Regions from separate parts of the Mus musculus genome. Here all the other regions are linked to region 3. Evidence: chromatin contacts called from public HiChIP or PLAC-seq and Micro-C data. All regions are on one chromosome and are shown on one strand. Each heading gives the region's core, a stretch centred on a gene start, on an enhancer-like site or on the middle of the called end of the contact. The rest is flanking DNA. Distances are from core to core; before and after follow the strand shown.

Evidence for each region. A called contact is a pair of places that touch in the nucleus more often than the background predicts. HiChIP or PLAC-seq counts read pairs in DNA pulled down with a chosen protein or histone mark.
Region 1: a contact with region 3 is called in an H3K27ac HiChIP or PLAC-seq map of regulatory T cell precursor, with 2.2 times the contacts expected there. The contact joins the enhancer-like site here to the promoter of Kremen1 in region 3. A contact is called at or near these places in 1 of 39 promoter capture datasets (cranial neural crest), 4 of 115 datasets of contacts at active chromatin or transcription factors (CD8 T cells, embryonic stem cells, heart atrium and 1 more) and 3 of 9 other capture datasets (adipose tissue, liver and pancreatic islet).
Region 2: a contact with region 3 is called in a Micro-C map of embryonic stem cells, with 4 times the contacts expected there. The contact joins the promoter of Znrf3 here to the promoter of Kremen1 in region 3. A contact is called at or near these places in 23 of 39 promoter capture datasets (the 3T3-L1 cell line, 3T3-L1-derived adipocytes, the C10 cell line and 13 more), 19 of 484 Hi-C or Micro-C datasets (CD4 T cells, bone marrow-derived macrophages, cerebral cortex and 11 more), 26 of 115 datasets of contacts at active chromatin or transcription factors (the 230-238 cell line, the SCID.adh cell line, T-cell acute lymphoblastic leukemia and 18 more) and 5 of 9 other capture datasets (adipose tissue, embryonic stem cells, liver and 2 more).

Annotation. Positions count from the first base shown.
Region 1 is chr11:5,413,734-5,417,856 of GRCm38.p6, forward strand. All of the region lies in intron 1 of Znrf3 (zinc and ring finger 3), which reads right to left. Among named protein-coding and RNA genes, the nearest start is that of Znrf3, 29 kb to the right of the region's middle. Within about 2 kb of position 2,073, at least 120 of the 459 cell types and tissues checked have an H3K27ac peak or open chromatin away from gene starts, as enhancers often do. A contact at or near this core is called in CD8 T cells, heart atrium, pancreatic islet and 1 more, where this site is marked.
Region 2 is chr11:5,443,390-5,447,029 of GRCm38.p6, forward strand. Znrf3 (zinc and ring finger 3) reads right to left here and starts at 1,458. Exons shown (of 9, transcript NM_001080924.2): 1 at 999-1,458. The coding sequence starts at 1,289.
Region 3 is chr11:5,260,173-5,263,964 of GRCm38.p6, forward strand. It overlaps Kremen1 (kringle containing transmembrane protein 1), which reads right to left and starts at 1,438. Exons shown (of 9, transcript NM_032396.3): 1 at 1,263-1,438. The coding sequence starts at 1,353. Gm46268 (a long non-coding RNA gene) reads left to right here and starts at 845. Exons shown (of 4, transcript XR_003949640.1): 1 at 845-1,044; 2 at 1,544-1,910; 3 at 3,567-3,653.

The sequences.
Region 1 (4,123 bases), core at 823-3,322, 150 kb after region 3:
TAAAGAAACAAAGGGGTGAAGATGAAAAGAAACAGTTTGCAAATGAGAGCCTTCCTGCTCCAGACTTGTCATTTCTAGCCCTTTCATCTTTTTTCCTGTTTGAAATTCAGGTGGGAAGGAGGCATGTGGCCAGTACACTGAGAACCTGCCAGCCTGGCCCAGGGTCAGGCCCCATGTGTGAGGGAGGGCAAATCCCTCTAGCTTTCCCAGCCCCCACACTCCCACCCCAACCCCCATACCCCTCAGGAGCAATGAAGGCTCTAAACCCCCTTGAAAAACGTGCAAACTCTGGTTCCAGACTAAGGTAAGGCCAAAGCTTATAGCGAAGGCACAGGCTACCTCTTTACCCCCAACACTCAGACCTTCAACTAAGAAGCCAGTCAACTAGAGTCAGAGGGAGAGAAAAGGCATTCCTATAGAAAACTTAGTTCCCATTTGTGTTTATTCAAATACAAATGGATCAATAAGCCAACTGATGAACCTGACAAAATGGCCTGAATGAACAGAGGTCAATGTTCCACTTCTTCCCCTAAAAACAACTCCTGAACAAGTCTGGAGCACAGAATGAAATCTTACCACCATCACTTATTACAGCTTCTATTTTATTATGAATAAAGGGCTAAAAGTGTGGCACACTCTTGAAATCCTAGCACTCAGGAGGCTGGAAGGCCAGCCACAGCTAAATACTGAAACTCTGTCTCAAAACAAACAAAACAAAACAAAAACCCAAAGAAGTGAAGTTGTAAAGCCAACCCCTGCACAGTAGAAATTAAAACTTTGGGAAAGCTGGGCATGGTGATGCACGCCTTTAAGTCCCAGCACTCGGGAGACAGAGTCAGGAGGATTTCTGAGTTCGAGGCCAGCCTGGTCTACAAAGTGAGCTCCAGGACAGCCAGGGCTACACAGAGAAACCCTGTCTTGAAACCCCCCCCCCCCAAAAAATAAAAACAAACTAAAACTTTGGGCAAATTGTTTCTTCTGGCCTCAGTTTCCATCCTCATTCATACAATGGGGACAAGAATAGTTAGCAGCCCTGAGCTGTTATGGGGTAGAATAAATGAGGTCATTCATGCTGCTGTTTAACACAATACATGGCAAAAATCAGCAATAAATGCTAGCCACATGGAATTATTTTTAAATCTGTGTGCCTTATTCCTTGTCTGAGAGCCATAGGAAGCCATGTAAGAAGATGCTAGAATTCCAATGAGGACATCTTCAGAAGAAGAAAGGACAGCAAACCAGGTTAAGAAGGAGTCTGTGTGGCCCCCTTTGTGGAAAGCAGCAGGTTGGCATTCTTCTTCAGAACATAGCAGCTGTCCTTCCTCCTGCTCTTGCCCAACCCCTCTTCGGCTGCAAATACTCAGGGATTAAGAAGACATTCAAGCCTTGTTCTGTGTCATTTCTGCTCTGGCATTCTCTTTGGCTTCTTTATCCTAAATGCCATTTCTGCTCCTTAGCAGGCCTACATTAGAGAAAATGCCTGGCATTTTCAAGGCCCCTACTTCAGTATTTCCACAGATCCTTGCAACAAACACCCTTGCATCTGACTCCATTTTACCAAAGGGAAATCCAAGGTAAAAGTGAGAATTTCTGACTCTGAGGTCAATGCTCATTTGCACTACTAGCCTTAGACCTGAACCAGAGGTGGGATCCATGACAGCTAGGGCTGGCTGCACTAGAACTTCACAGTATACTCTAAGGCATCACTCCTGCTGGGAGGGATGGAGCACTCCCAGAGAGAAGAAGGGCCTTCAATTCCAGCTACCAAGTAAGCTGGTGGCTGCATGGTAACCCTCTTGGGAAGAAATATTTCTCCGTGAAAAAAGAACACATGGGGGTGGGAGCATAAAACTGAAACTCAAAGCTGCAAACTACAGGAGAGGATACACTCCACCTGGGAGATTCAGATGAAGGCTAAGCAATCTGTTCCTCAGCAAACGCCCTGGGAGAGAGTGCATTTGAGCCCCACTCCAGATTTTATTCTTCACCAGGTTTTACCCTTCACCGCATCTCATAACACTTCAAAGGAAGTATTTTTGTACAGCCCAGGGAGGAGTGTAAACTGGCCAGCTGCTCCCAAAGCAGAGAAATTAACCCTGAAAGGGCTGCTGGCTTGGCAGGATGGAGGGTAGGAGAACAAGTTCATGGGGAGCAGGTCATGAGTCCCCACACTCATCAGGCCTGCCCTTTCAGACCACACCAAGGGCACAGTTCTTAAACCACTACAGAAAGGCAGGGCCTAGGCTCCTCTAAGCATACAAACAGCTAGTTATAAATACCCTCTTCGGCTAGAAGGTCAAAAAACGCAGCAGTTAGCACTTCAGTGGAAAATCCAGCTAAACACACAGACCTCTTTTGCTGCCTGAGCCTTCCCTGAGCCATTCTAAGAACTGCAGAGATCAAAAAGCTACCAGGACAAAACCTGCTCCCTGACGTCTGATCTGGTATGACATCAATAAGGCAATACAGCTTCAACAGCCTTCTAACAACAATCCCTTTCTAAACAGTGTCTGGTAGAAGGGCTACCCCTCCGGGTGTCAGGTATGCCAGGATCTGGCTGACAGGAGACTCTAGGCCTTGAGGGCCTTCCTCAGAGCCTTCCCATACTCTTAATATCCATCACTGCACAGATTACTTGACCCACATTTAAAATAGTCTTCAGTTACTGAATTTTGAGGATCCTCCCCCAAATGAACATTGCACAGGACATCCTCCAGTTCACTAGTGGAGGATTAAGTCATCCTCCACCTTTTCTTCTGAGACAAAGTCTCATGAAGCCCAGGCTGGCCTCAAACTCTTTATGTAACAAGGAGGAATTCAACCTCTCTTATCAACTTCTGATCCCTGCCTTCCCATTTCCTGAGTTCTAGGATTACAGTCATTTGCCACCATGTCTGGCCCTCTGTGCATGTTCCGAAAGACCTCTACCAACTGAGTCACTTACACAGCCACAACAAGTCTATGAGGTAGAAGCTGGCAGTGAAACCAGCCTGGGCCTCTCTCAAGAGTACATATATCTTACTCGCTCTCCTTTTTTTTTTCTTTCTTTTTTTTTTTAAGTTGCCACCACTCCATCACAAAGACTATGGACTCTAACTAGAAACACCATGTCATTTCACAAAGCCTTAATATTCTGTATAGCACCAGGTGAGACCTCAGAAGCACTCAGGTGGGGGTCACCTCCTGTCACCTGGTTGATGCTACTAGGCAGTCAGCGACAGCAGATGAATGTTAGTCCCATCCCACTGGCAAAGGCAACCTATAATTTACTGAGACTGAAAAGTAAGCTATAAATAGCTGGTGTTTTTAATGTTGTCAGGCCTCCAGAAGAGAGGGGGCCTAACAGCTGGAGGTAGTGGGGATCAGGGCTCCGGGGTTCAAAGGGCTAGAATTTGGAAATCCTGGGCGGTGCAGTCAAAGCATCTTCAAAGACTGTTACTCCAAGAGTGTTGCACTCCATCTCATGACTCTCATGACAGTATAAGGGGAGAAAGACTGTTCAAACTATCAATCAGGATTTCCAAACCACAGGTTAGCAGTGGAGCACCATGTGTTTTGTTTTGTTTTGTTTTGTTTTGTTTTGTTTTGTTTTTTAAATGAACGCTCCACACAATTCAACAGCAAAAGGGAATGGGAGTATAGCTCGGTGGTAAAGCACTGAGCTTTGCCTAGGCTCTGGGTTGTATTTCCAGCATGGGAGGAAGAGAGCAGACAAATTCCTAAACTATGTTGCTGTTCCTACTTCATTTAGGCTTCTAAAACATAAGGCTATCCCTGCTTAAATAAGCACAAGGCAAATAAGAGGATTCATTTAGCCATTCAACAAACTTTTTTCTGAACTTCACCCTTAGTACGAAGAACAAAGAGCCTTTTAATGCTGTCTAATAGAGAAGATGGGTAATGACAATAAACTATTCCCCCAAAAATAAAGTGGAAGCCTTATGGTATTAAACCTAACTATGGGGAACGCCAAGGCCAAAAAGTGGGAGTGGGTGGGTAGGGGAGGGGGGGGTGTGTTGGGGACTTTTTGGATAGCATTGGAAATGTAAATGAGGAAAATACCTAACAAAAAAATTAATTCAAAAACAAAACAAAACAAACAAAAAAAAAGTTAAAAAAAAAA
Region 2 (3,640 bases), core at 208-2,707, 180 kb after region 3:
TTCTCTTCATAATTCACCCAAGAGCAAAGCACCGGAGATCCAAACTATAGGCCTCTAAAGTTCCAAAAGATTCAAAGACGAGCCAACCGTATCAGATCACTCCTACCAGAGGTGCGCCTAACAACCATAAGTGCGCTGCCCTGGAACATGGTAGTGGATAAAAACCATCGTCGAGGGAGCGGGAAATCTATGCAGCTATCCATCCGCTGAGGCTTCGACTGAGAGTCCCTCCTCAAAGACTGGGGACAGCTCAAAGCTCTCCCTAGCCAGCCTCCTTTGGGACGCAGCCCTCTTTCATTTGGAGCAAGGTGGAGGCCCTGTCAGTGAGAGACCCTGGCTCGGGTTTGCAGGCCTCTTCGGTATTAGTCCTTGACCCAGGGGCGAGCCTGCGGTCTTTCTCATCCCCTGTAATCTGAGGCACGGCCACGACAGTGCTCTGCCAATTCCCACTCCTCAGCCAGCTCCGCCTGCTCCCTTCCTGCTGCTGCCCGTCCAGAGCCCTGCCAGAGGGTTGGTGTCTAGGTAAGGCTGCCAGTAGATTTCAGCAAAAATAACCTGAAGATGTGCACCCCGGCAACTGGGTCGCTCCGAAAACGGAGCAAACGTGGATGGAAAAGCAAAGCCTGCGACCTCTAAGAAGTCGCTCCATCCTTCAACTTGTCTCGCCTTTGCAAAGTTGGCATTCAACAGGTAGTTCCCGGGACTTTCACCTGAGGGAGAAAAACGTCCCGCCAACTCAAGAGTGCCGCCCAGGCGCCCATGCCCAGCTCAGCGTCCCCACCCCCACCCCGGCGCGGTGCACCCACCGGAGGCCGAGCCCCCACGTGCGCTCGCCTCAGCCGCCGTGCCCCGGAGGCCCCGTCCCGCCCGCCTGGGAGGGATGCCGCCGGGCTCCGCGCCTCCCCCCCGCCCGCCCGCCCGCTAGCCCGCGGCGGGGTCGGCGGGCGCAGCCCCCGGAGCCATCTTGTGGCGGCGGAGCGCGGGGCCCGGGTGGCTACCTGCACGATCTCGCCCTCGGCGCTGAGCATGGCCCCGGCCCGCGAGAAGCGGCCCGTGAGGCCGGTGGTGTGGGTGGTATAGTCGCCGCTCGGGCTCGACTCGAACAGCACCACCTCCACGAACGCCGTCTCCTTGGCCCGCGCCGCGCCGGGCCCCGCGGCCGCCAGCAGCAGCCCGAGAAGCAGCGGCAGCGGCGGCGGCGGCGGCAGGCGACGACCGCGGGGGCCGCGGCGGAGGCGGCGGCGGCGGCGGCCCGGGGCCCCTGGGCGCCCGCCCGAGCGTGGCCTCATGGTCCTGCGGCGGGAGGGCGCGGAGGGCGGGCGCGGCCGGGCATAGTCGCGGGCCGGCGGAGGACCGAGCGCGGGCGGTCGCCTCACAGCACCATCGCGGCGGCGGCGGCTTTGTGGGTCGCAGGCTCTGCTCCGCTCCCCCGGCCGTCGCGCCGCGGCCCTTTCATCTGCTCCACGTGAGGGGTTATCCCCGCCCCCGCAGCGTCGTGACCCGCTCTCCCCTCCCTCCCCGCGCTCGGCCGCGGCCACCTCCGAGGGGAGCGGGTAGGCGGGGCGGGCGCGCCTGCGGCGAGAGGCGGGGCCCAGAGGCCTCGCCCGCCCCGCCCAATCGACTGAGTCCCGCCCCGACTCCGTTCTTAGCCACGCCCCTCCACCCTTGCTCCGCCCAGGTAGTCTTTTTCGGTCACGCCCCTTCCTCTTAGCCACGCCCCCTGGTCTGTACTCCGCCCTCCGCGGCAGACATTTCTCTTGGCAGTTGCTGGAGTACGGGGAGAGTAAGATCCTCAACCTGTTCCCGGGCGGTTTCGCCCCCTCGGCGCACCCTGCTTTGGTGCCGCAATTAGAGTCATTGGGGCGTCAAAGGCCTCGTCCTTCCGTCCAAGGATGCTTCATCCGCAGCTCCGGCACTGCTGGCCACCCGCACTCGGTGCTCGCGCCCTACCACCTCCAGGGACCGCGAAAGGCCCCGGGCGGTCAGTGGCAGTTTGCAACCCGCCGGGACACGTCCAGTTCTTACGTGGGTGTCACATAGACAGTTACCCTCAACTAAAGGAGTGAGGACAGGTGGCGGAGAACTTGAAGAAGTTATCTAGATTCTAATGGAGTTCATCTTTCCGCAGCCCTGGAGACCGTCTCCAACACTCCCTTCAAATCTCACCATGTGCAGAAGGGCGGAAGAGTCAACACGCTTAATGCACAGACTTCTGGTTGCCAAACATACCAAAGACACGTGCTCCGAACCCAGACGTCCCCAGTCACCCAGAAGATAAACTTTTAATTCTCTTCCCCTTTTTGGAACAGGATTTTTCCTTTCTCAGCAAATCTATGAGACTCACAATCCTCCTTTAAAAGCCACATTCAATTTCTACTTCCTCAGTCGTCTTCCCTCCCTGACCTGAATGGCTTTGTTTAAATATTTGCAAATATTTGGTTAGGGTGATCTGCTTCTACTTGCTACCACACCCAAAATATTAAGACAAAAAGAAAAGTCATTGAGTGTTTCCTTGAGTAATCAGCGCATCGAGGTTACAGTTTAAACTGAAAAGGAATGTTTTGCCAATGTGTTGAATAGAAAATACAATTGAAAAGAAATTCACAGAACTGTGTTACTGTGTTTGGACCACCCAAAGCTTTGGCACAGAAGGTAACTGACAAAGCTAGAGTCATTAGTTTCCCCCAAGCCAAGCTTAATCAGTACTGACTGCTCGGGAGCACTGTCATTTCCAAGGATTGTGACTTTACCCACTAAGGCACAGTCCAGTCTTTTTTTTTGTTTTGTTTTGTTTTTTTTTTGTTTGTTTGTCTTTTCGAGACAGGGTTTCTCTGTGTAGCCCTGGCTGTCCTAGATCTCACTTTGTAGACCAGGCTGGCCTCTAACTCAGAAATCTGCCTGCCTCTGCCTCCCGAGTGCTGGGATTAAAGGCGTGTGCCACCACACCTGGCACAGTCCAGTCTTTAAGGGGAAAGCAATTATTATAGCCATGCATAGCTAGCGTTGCAATCCTTAGAAGTATGAAGTCATGAACTGGTGAATGAATATGCAAATATGGTCTATCCATACAATAAAATCGAATTTTTAACATGGTAGAGTTTCAATCGGGGCTGGTGAGATGGCTCAGTGGGTAAGAGCACCCGACTGCTCTTCCAAAGGTCCGAAGTTCAAATTCCAGCAACCACATGGTGGCTCACAACCACCCGTAATGAGATTTAATGCCATCTTCTGATGCATGTGAAGACAGCTACAGTGTACTTAGATATAATAATAAATAAATCTAGAAAAAATATATTAAAAAAAGTTTCAATCTTCAATTGCATTTTAAATAACAAAATCAAAGACAAATAAAATACTGAATATTGAATGAATGCGACAAAAATATACTCAGTGAAGCATATAGCCTTTCCATTTGTATGAAATGCCAAGAATATAGAAAAATGGAAAGGTTAGTGATCACCAGATACTGAACTGGAAGGAGGATTGGGTAGTATGACTATTAATGGATTTCCCTTAAGGGGAACGAAAATATTCTGTAATTAAATGGTGATGAGTATATTCTTTGTAAATACATGAAATCCACCACCAAATTGTACATTTTCTTTCTTTCTTTCTTCCTTCCTTTCTTTTTTTTTTTTCC
Region 3 (3,792 bases), core at 188-2,687:
ACAGCCATAAATTTGTCCTTACCCAGGACTCCTAAATAAAAGCATACCAACTTTACCCAAGAGCTGTTGCATCTGACCTAGCAAAGCGTCGGTGCCTAACAGATGCTACCTCCCTGCAAGTGTGGGCAGAATAGGCTCACAGTGCCCTTTCCAGGAAGGAGCGCCAGTCCACTCCCACCCGTACCTCTCTCTCCATAGAGGACATTAAATCCTGAACACAAAGATGACAAAGTGGAAGGAGTTACTAGGTTACAGTTATGTTGACACGTCCTGGCTCTCGGAACGTCCCTCCCTCCCTCCCTGTTCACATACTACAAACAGTAGAAAAGAGCACATTATAGAAGTCCCATAGAAGGCAGCAATCACCTAGAAACCACTTCTACTGAGTCTCAGGTTTGGTGTGTTGGGAACTCCTCATTCTGCCGTCCCAAAACCCAGCTTTGCCTTTTGCCGGGATTCATCCTGAAAGAAATTCAGTATTCGCTGGGTAAACCAGGTGTCTAGTCCTTAGTGAACTGGGAAACACTATAATAAGTATTATTAAATCGTTTAATGACTACACATGGTGGAACACTCTAAGCAAGTTGCCTACAGTGTATCATTTAATGTTCACCAACACTGCTCATGGGAGTGAGTTACCCCCCCCCACTTTCAGATCAAGTAACAGAGGTTCAAGCAGCTTTGCCTCAAAATCACACAGAAAATAAATCTCAGCCTTTCCCCTAAATCCAAGCTGTCAAGAAAACAAAGCAACTCTGAGTTTTCTTTTACTAGTAAAACCCTGCCTTCGCAACATCACAATCCGCAACTTAGGGTGGAGACCCCAGTGGCAGGTTCACCAATGTCCTATGCTCATCAGCTCTCAACAACCTGCAAAGAAACCGAACTGGGCCAGACAACACCCTCATGCTTGTCCTTCCACTGGGAAAGGATTCCGAGGCAAGGAAGGGCGTGTGGGAACTAAGCTGCCATCCCAGCTTCCATCCTGGCCGAGAGCACCACCTCGGGCGGACGCCGCGGTGGACTCAGAGTAGTCTGCACTCGGTACGGGCGACTTTAGCCGTCACGCACCCCCTTCTCTTCCGTAAGTCGGAAGCAGAGTTCGGCAAAGTTAGAAGCCGGCACTCGGGGCAGAGTCCTGGTAACGCGGGACAGGCGCGTCCACGCCGCGTGCTGGGACAGAAGCCCGAACATCGGGTTCTCCGGGGTCCACGCGCGAGAGAGGGCGAGGGGGTTCGGGGGGGGGCCGGGGTCTCACTCACCGGGGCCGGAGCGGGGACCGGGCGCGGGCCGGGCCGCCAGAGTGAGCGCAGCGGCGGAGAGCAGCGCGAGACGGGCGGCGGGCGGCGCCATGGGCCGTCAGTGCGGGACCCCCGGGCGCGGCCCGGGGCAGAGGGGGCAGCACCGGGAGCCGGGGGCGGCCATGGGAGCAGGACGGAGCTCAGCGTCGCCCCGCCCTCGCCGCCCGGCCCGCCCCGGTCCGCCCCGGCCCGCCCCGGTCCGCCCCGGCCCGCCCTCCTCAGCGCCGCCCCGTCCTCCTCAGCACCGCCCGGATTGCCTGACGCCTGCTAGGATTCCGAGCCGGGCGGCCTGCGCATGCGCGGCCTGCCACTCACGCGCGGGAGCCCGCCCCCGCCCCACCTGGCTCCGCCCCCACAGCAGGCGCGGTGAGGCCACCCGAGGTGTGGAGTCTACAGGTGAGGGCGGGACGGGTCCTGCCTCTGAGTCCCCACGCTGAGGTTTGTCGGCGCTGACACCGGCCGAGCGCCGTGACCCCTGTTTCACCCTTACCTAGGTCGTGACTCACGCGCGAGTTCCACCACTGCGGTAGTAACCAGAACAAACCTCTTGCTCTTGCTAGGCTCGTGGTAGCGGCTAGCCAAAGCGTGTTCTGGAGTCCTCCAGTCCCGGTTCGTATCCCACTTGGTTACTCGTAAGATCTGTATAAATGTATACAGGTTTAAAGAAAACGGGGCTCCCTTCTGCTCAGTGGTATGTCGATACCGTCTGCTCCACAAAGCGGTTGTACAAAGTGAGATAATGCACGGAAACCTCGCACGCACAGTGGGGGCTCAGTAAATGTGGAGTTCTTTCTCCTTGTGGAGTCCTGCAGCTACCAAAGGGACAGCATACTGAGCCTTGTGCAGAATCCTATCATATCCGTGTCAACTAGCGCAACTTATTCTTTTAAAAATATGTATTTACAGCGGTGCAGTGGTGGCGCACGCCTTTAATCCCAGTACTCGGGAGGCAGAGGCAGATAGGTCTTGGTGTTGGAGACTAGTCTGATCTATAAAGCGAGTTCCAGAACAGCCAGGGCTATAAAACAGAAACAAAGAAAAAAATATATGTATGTATAAATGCATATGTACATACATATATGTTTTTTATTGTATGTGTATGGGTGCATGTGTAACACCAGAGGACCATTTGTGGGAGTCGGTTCTCCTTGCACTGTCGGTTCTGGGAACTCAGGTCCTCAACCTTGGTGGCAATTGTCTTTACCGATGAGCCATCACACCAGTTTTAAATTATTATTATTATTATTTTGAGTCTTGGAACTATGTAGATCAGGCTGTCCTCGCACTCACAGAGGTCTTCCTGCCTACGCCTCCCAAGTGCTAGAATAAAGGTGTGTGTCCCCACTCCCAGTTAAATTATTTTTAATTAGTATAAAATGGGTGATACACTATATATTTGCATATATATGTATCTGTGTGTATATATATATATCTCACCAATGTATTTTGCTCAACCATCAGCAAAATAGGAACCATAAAAGACCTCAAGGTCCAAAGATACGGAAGCAACAAAAGTGCCCAACTCGATGGGGCAAGCGCTGTGTCTCTTCATTAGGGGAGACTTGGGGTTCTGTGGCTTAAATTCTCGGTCTCCGCGAGGCAGCCCCCCACCCCCCAGGATCTCGAGCCTCCTTACTCCTCCTCACACCCCCAGGCAGCGGGGATTTTCCGATTGCTCTTGCTTAAAACGCCACGGCGACGCCCGGCAGGACAGGTCCGGGCTGTGCACCGAGAGCTTTCAAGTCCTTGGTCCGGGGCTGGCAAGTACAGGCCTGCACCAGGCTTGGCGGTGGCAGGAACATCTGCCCTCCTGTTCCTACTCGCTGTGCCCGGAGCAGGGCTGGGCGATCCTGGCCCCGTGGGATACCCTGGCCTACCTGGGGTACACCCACCCCTGCGCCCTGTGCCCCTCGCCCTCTCACTGGGCAGGTGTTCTCCCCAGCCTTCCCACACTCAGGAGGCAGCTCCCAGAGCTGGGCCCCAAGGGCGTAGATACCTCCCACGAGGCGCCTGCCTTTCTGTCCCTCTCCACCCACACGACCCAGAGCTGTGGCAAGAAGAATCTTGTTCAATCGTTTGCTTTCCCTGTTGTTCCTGAATTCAAGAACCCTAGGTGTTTCTGAGTGGACGCCCCCACCGCCCAGTGGACACACCCTTCACTTACTAGTGAGAACTCAGCCTCCAGGTTCCACACGTGGGACTGTTGTGTATATATATATATATTTTTTTTTCTTTTCTTTTCTTTTTTCTTCCTTTTTAACTGAGGGCCTAACATGACCCATGGACATCGGACATTACGGAGCAGAGAGCTTCGGCCCACAGCTGCAACAAGGAAAGAGCAATACGATTATGGTTAAGTCTGTGGTAACAATAAAGGGGCTACCCCAGGGGCCTGTGATATGGGGAGACACCACCGAAGCCAGTGCTCCACAAGGCTGCTTCACTGAGGTTGTTTTTAAGGGCCATAGGGCTTTTTGGTGATGCGCCTGCT